2 separate regions of the Sus scrofa genome follow, and region 1 is linked to region 2. A link is a contact called in public HiChIP or PLAC-seq data. All regions are on one chromosome and are shown on one strand. Each heading gives the region's core, a stretch centred on a gene start, on an enhancer-like site or on the middle of the called end of the contact. The rest is flanking DNA. Distances are from core to core; before and after follow the strand shown.

Evidence for each region. HiChIP or PLAC-seq counts read pairs in DNA pulled down with a chosen protein or histone mark.
Region 1: an H3K27ac HiChIP or PLAC-seq map of alveolar macrophages shows a contact between it and region 2, with 5 times the contacts expected there. The contact joins the enhancer-like site here to the promoter of MRPL52 in region 2. A contact is called at or near these places in 1 of 5 promoter capture datasets (fetal liver), 12 of 47 Hi-C or Micro-C datasets (embryonic fibroblasts, epiblast stem cells, fibroblasts and 5 more) and 2 of 2 datasets of contacts at active chromatin or transcription factors (alveolar macrophages and skeletal muscle).

What each region holds. Positions count from the first base shown.
Region 1 is chr7:76,452,195-76,455,665 of Sscrofa11.1, reverse strand. The region is part of intron 2 of DAD1 (defender against cell death 1); the gene reads right to left. Among named protein-coding and RNA genes, the nearest start is that of DAD1, 22 kb to the right of the region's middle. Within about 2 kb of position 2,210, at least 11 of the 83 cell types and tissues checked have an H3K27ac peak or open chromatin away from gene starts, as enhancers often do. A contact at or near this core is called in alveolar macrophages and epiblast stem cells, where this site is marked.
Region 2 is chr7:76,189,737-76,192,909 of Sscrofa11.1, reverse strand. It overlaps MRPL52 (mitochondrial ribosomal protein L52), which reads left to right and starts at 1,298. Exons shown (of 5, transcript NM_001185151.1): 1 at 1,298-1,346; 2 at 1,449-1,509; 3 at 1,588-1,655. The coding sequence starts at 1,319.

The sequences.
Region 1 (3,471 bases), core at 961-3,460, 260 kb before region 2:
GGCTTTCCCAAAATTCCTATTTATATACTTCTATTCCCTTTTTTTTTCCCCCTTGTCTTTTTGGGGCCACACCCGCAGCATATGGAGGGTCCCAGGCTAGGGGTCTAATTGGAGCTGTAGCCACCGGCCTACACCAGAGCCACAGCAATGCCAGATCCGAGCCGTGTCTGAGACCTACTCCACAGCTCACAGCAACACCAGATCCTTAACCCACTGAGCAAGGCCAGGGATTGAACCCCCAACCTCATGGTTCCTAGTCGGATTCGTTAACCACTGAGCCATGACAGGAACTCCTTTTTTCATTTAGTTGTTTTTTTTTTTTTTTCTCTCTTTGAAATATTAGCTCAACAAAAGTAGACTATTCACCAGCTCAGAAGAATGATTTCAACTGTTAAATAGGGGAGAAGGTTTCAGGAAACTGACTAATAAAATTCCCTCCCCTGATATCGCAGCATGAAGGTGGAAGACAACTACTGAGAAGAGTTAGCATGACTTCTTCAGTCCATTCACCCAAGGGGGAAAGACAGCACCGTTTGACTAGCCTGTTCTCATCATCTTAAGAGAAAGCAAGGCACAACACAAAGAGCCATTAAAAATAATTACTCTCTGTAGAGACACAAAAGATGATGCCAGACAGGGTCATTTCTATCTGGAATCTGTATGCTTCCCCAGCACCATCTCTATTCAGACACCAGCACTGAGCAGATTACACTCAAATACTGATTCTCCTTCAGATCCATCTCATTCCTGATCCTAGTCACCCAATTAATACTGAAATTGGAGAAAATGTAAATCGAAAACTATTCTGCAGAAACGCTAGGTTCAGAGCTCAATGTGAATCACTATAATTTCAGGAGGCACAGATCATCTACTTCTAAAAATAAAAGGAGCTTTAGAGATCAGCTAGTCTAACCCTCTCATTTATAGATGAAGAAACTCACCTGATCTGTCCAGAGCTGTGCTGTTCAACACCACAGCCACTAGCCACAGGTAACCATTTAAACTTAGCTAAATGAATAAAATTTAAAATTCAGTGCCTCCGTCACTTAGCCATATTTCAAATGTTCAATAACTACATGTAGCTAGCACTGCAGTGGCTGGCACAAAATTCCATCTCCCCAACACCAAGTTCTACTGAACAGCACTGGTCCAGGGTCACCCTCGCTAGATAAGCCAGGACTCCCAATCTGCACTCTCCTCCATTTCTTTCGGACCACATTAAAGATAACCAACTTTTGCAGAAACATCTCGGATAACCTGTCTTCAGCCTTTCTTATCAACCTCTCCTAAGTTTTTCTCATTTAAAAAAGAGAAGCAGGAGTTCCCGTCGTGGCGCAGTGGTTAAGGAATCCGACTAGGAACCATGAGGTCGCGGGTTCGGTCCCTGCCCTTGCTCAGTGGGTTAATGATCCGGCGTTGCCGTGAGCTGTGGTGTAGGTTGCAGACGCGGCTCGGATCCCGCGTTGCTATGGCTCTGGCGTAGGCCGGTGGCTACAGCTCCAATTCGACCCCTAGCCTGGAACCTCCATATGCCGCAGGAGCGGCCCAAGAAATAGCTAAAAAGACAAAAAAAAAAAAAAAAAAAAGAGAAGCAACTTTACTACTATTAATGGAAACCTTCCAACGAGATGTATATATTCATCATCCCAAAGTCTCTAAACATAATAGAGGAAGGAATGTAAAAGTTTGGAGTCAAATGTCTTTTATTAAGTTTCCACTTGGTCACATTAGTTTCAGGCTCTGGAGAAGTCAACTTACATTTCACCAAGGTTTAATTACCTCAGGTGTAAACCAGGAATACTACTATTTGTCTCCCTTCATCACAGGGGAGGCCGTGAGGATCACATGGGCTGCTGTGTATATGTGTGTCCTGCAAGCCTGGTAATGGGAGAACTGTAAAACATTTGACAAATGATGTCTCATTTTATAAAAGGCCTTATACAAATATTGCACGTTTTGTTACAGACGGTCACACTTTAACTCTCCATCTCCTGTGATGGACGATGAAAACCTGGTAATATGGATAAAAAATAACTGAAGAAAAAAGCAAGAAGAGGGGAAAAAAGCAAAGCTCAAATGAGGATCCACACAAACAGCACGGTTCTCCTCAAACACAATGGGATTATCATGAATACTATTCATCAGAGGCTTTAACAGCATGCGAGAGCCTCTGAGGACCATCCAGGCCAATCCCCTCCTTGTGCAGACAGGGAAACTGGGGCCCAGAGATAAGCTTATTTGTCCATGAAACTAGTTAACAACACAGGTCTCCCGACTTCTAGCCTCCTGCTCGTTCCCCACCCCACAGCCCCTCATAACAATTGTTTCCTTGGCTCCTTTCTTCCACAACACTTGCCATGTGTCTTAGCATCCATGTAACTAATAATACAAGCTATTCTATTCTACACTTTCTTGAAGCTGAAAATAATTTATTCATTCACACATTCCTTCAGCAAACATGCACTGTGACCCTTAACGCTATGCTAATAAAGTCCCTATCCTCAGAGAAATTAGAAGTCCAGTGGGAGAGACAGGAAAACGAATGGTTTCATAACAATATGGTAAGTGCAGAGTTAGAGGCATACACCAGGGGACCCTAAGAGCCCCAAGAGGAGGCTCCTAAGCAATTCAGGGGCAGGATGACTTCCAGGAGGAACCATCTGGGCTGCAAGGACAGAGAAAATAAGGCAGGGGATGAGCTTTATAAACACAAATCTACTTAATATTCTTTTTTATGTAGCTTTTAATAAATGGACCAAATACAAAATAGAGTTCAGTCACCAATTAGAGAATTATCAATTAGCTTTTTTATTTGTAATAAATAAAATAAACAGGTTCAAGGTGTTTTTTTGTTTTGTTTTGTTTTTTTAGGACCATACCCTCGGCATATGAAAGTTCCCAGGCTAGGAGTCCAATCAGAGCTCTAGCTGCCAGCCTACATCACAGCCACAGCAATGTGGGATCTGAGCCGCATGTGCAACCTACACTACAACTCATAGCAACACAGGATCCTTAACCCACTGAGTAAGACCAGGGATCAAACCAGAGTCCTTGTGGATACTAGTCGGGTTTATTACCACTGAGCCACGACAGGAACTCCAGGTTCAAGGTTTCAAAAATAAGAGGAAAAGAATCTCATCTTCTAATCAGGTAAAAATGAATTGAAAAAAAGATTATACTCTGCCAACTCAAAATATTTTTCTACAAATTTAGAATAGTTCCTTTTTTTGATAACTTATTTAGTGACTAGACCTAATTCAATAGAAGGTAAAATGTCACAGAGAAAATGAAATAAAAAATAAGCCACACACACACACACACACACACCCGCACCAATGAAAAATTAAAGATTATTGCCAGTTTGAGATCAAGCTGAGAACAAAAACAGGTCTAGAATAAACCAAAAAGGAAGCCCTTGAACTGACAAGGTAAGAAAAGGAAATATTAAAAGGTAAACATGTGGGTCTCTGT
Region 2 (3,173 bases), core at 49-2,548:
TTAAAATGTTTTCATAAATGTGGTATAATAAGCTTTTTTTCAATGAAGAAATTAAAGATAAAGGACTTCCCAAAAGCAAGTACAGGCATACCTCAGAGATAATTCATGTTCTGTTCCAGACCAGCACGGTAAAGCAAATACCAAGATAAAGTGTGTCCCACGAATTTTTTACTTTCCTAGTATATGTAAAAATTATATTCACACTATACTGTAGTCTATTAAGGGTGCAATAGCATTATGTCTAAAAAAAAGGATATACCTTAAAAATACTTCATTGCTAAAAAAGGCCAAAACAATTACAACAGTAATGTCAAAGATCACTGATCACAGACACCATAACAAATATTATAATGCCAAAGCTGAAAATACTCAAGAATTACCAAAATGTAACACAGAGACAGGAAGTGAGCTGTTGGAAAATCTGGCATGGATAGACTTGCTCTATGCAAGGCTGCTACAAACCTTCAATTTGTACAAAATGCATTACCTGCAAAGCACAGTAAAATGAAGTATGTCTGTGAGTGATTCTTTTTTTGTTTAAAAGGAGAGAGGAAGCCACGGATCTGGGTTGGCCACTTACTACCTACCTCACAAGGTTTTTACAGGCTTATATTAGACAATGGTGGTGGAAGCTCTTAAAAAAACGAAATGGGATCTTAGCTCTTCCTCAAGAAAACCTTGACTGCCTACTCTGGATCAAGTTCTCATCATATACTCACAAACAACTCCTACTTCCCTTCCCAGCACTCATCTCAGCTGTAATACTACAGCAATGTGTGTAATTGATAATTGTCATCTCTCTCTAGACTAGGAGCTCTATCCTAATAGCGACTTCTGCTTTGCTCTCCATAGACTCTCCTGCACGGAAGGAATACAGTGCTTGTCACACATAAACTCTTCAATATTGTTTCATAAATAAGTGAGAACTGAAACCTAGATTTGAGTCTTAGGCTGGGGAAAATGTTACAGTGATGCTAGAAGACAGAATGAGGTCACGTGAATGTCACTCAACTGAGAAATGAGAATAAATTTCAAAGGACTAGAGATCCCCAGGGGCGACGAAGGGCGTTTCCAAAGGACAGTTCAGAACGGCTCAGTCTGGAAGGACGCGACTTCCACCAAAGTTGTAGCCACCACTGAGGATTCACACGACGCCTAAAAAACCGGGGAGGCAGCTTTATCCCTCTATTCCGTACGGCGAGCCAAGATGGCGGGGCCCGTGATTGAAAACCAGATTCAAGATGGCTACTTCCGGCTTCCCCCGCAGCGTCCCGCGTGGCCATCGAGGCCACGCCCATTTCCGGCTCTGCGCCTCAGCATGGCTGCTTGGGGTATATTGCTATCTAGTAAGTGTGTATAGGGTAGGTGGCTCGGGAGCTTGCAGGGATGGGACGGGACCCCTGAGTTGGCCGCACAGTCGCTCTTCCAACTCTGTCCTCTGTTCCCAGCAGGTGTCCGGAGGCTGCACTGCGGAACGGCGGCTCAGGCGGGCAGCCAGTGGCGACTCCAGTGAGTGCCGGTCTGGGGGGCTCTGGGGTGGACCAGAAGCTGAACTTAGTCCTCACCGGGCTGTTTTTCTCCACCCAGGCAGGGCTTTGCTGCCAACCCCTCTGGCTACGGACCTCTTACGGAGCTCCCAGACTGGTCTTACGCGGGTGAGCACTAATCAGGCTAATTCTACTTCAGAGGAAACGCCTCTGGACGGAGTTGGGGGAGGTGTCACGGTGGGGGTGTGTCTGAGCCGACCACGTATTGAGTTTTTTTTTTCCTTTAACTTTTATTGGGGTGTCGTTAAATGTATTGAACTTTATCTTTGCAGTGGGGACGGGGTGCGGGGGGGGAGAAACCCTGTCGTTTGTTTTGGAAATTAAACTACCGTCTATGGAAAGTAAAACTAGACAGGATCTTCTTGGCTTTGGGGGATAAGCAGAAGATAATTCTGATTTGGGACGTCCTGGGGGAGTGACAAGACTTTACGCTGGTCAAAGAGGAATATGGTTTTTTCTAAGTTACCAAGAACCGCTCTTCTGTGTGGTGAATACATTGTTGAGAATTTGTTACCAAGCTCAAGGAGAGCTCTTTGAAAGGCTGCCTAAATGAGCATCTCAGAGAGAAGTGCAAAAGGGCGAGCACAGAGGATGGTGAGCTCCCTTAGGAAAAGTTTCTCCCTTTACGTTAAAAAAAAAAAAGAAAAAAGAATCCTAGAAAGGAAAGCCCTTACAAAAGTTGAAGCCTCTCTCCACTCTCTTGGGACTCCAGTTCACAGGTGGGAAAATTGATGCCTACAGAAGTATTGCTAGGGAGCACACAGCTAGGTAGTAGCAAAGACAGGAGTAGAACTGGGCAAAGGCCAGGCCCCCTTCAGCAGCACAGAGACTTGAGTATTGGATTCTGTAGGAGTATAAAACCTGCTCAATCAAATACTTTGTGACAGAGGAGGATGGTGAAGATTGTTTTCCTACTTTTTTTTTTTTTCTCTTTTTTTGGCTGCCCCATGGCATATGGAGTTCCCAGGCCAGGGATCAGATCCACACCACAGATCCTTTAACCTGGGCCAGGGACTGAACCTGTGTCCTGGTGCCACAGAGATGCTGCCTATCCCACTGTGCCATAGTAAGAATTCCTCTACCTGGTGTTTACTGCAGGAAGCCTAGGATCTCTCTGAAGTAGTATGGAATATTGGAAAGCCTGAAACTGATTCTTAATCCAGGCTTCTCTACTTGTTAACTTTGTGGTCTTACACAAATTACTTACTTGTATCTCAGTTTCTACATTTGTTAAACAAGAATACCTATCTCAGATGGTTCTTGTAAGGATAAAATGAAATAACCAACGTAAAGCACCTAATATACACAGTACTGGTTTCCTTTCCTGATAAATAATCTCTTATTTGTCTTGGCTTTAGACTTTTGGGCAGAGTTTTCACTCTCTTTCTTTGTAGAAAGTAAAAGTATTTTAATCTCTATTATAAACTACTTGAGGCCACATACTGCATCTTTTCAGCAAGTCAGCAGATATTTATGGAATTGTTATTATGTGCCAACACTATACTACCGTGAAAGGAAGGGATATAGTCCCTGATCCCAAGGAACTTAAAGTCCAGCTGGAAAAACAAAGCATGGACATTTTAAAAATTAAGCAATAGGAGTTCCCGTCGTGGCACAGTGGTTAAC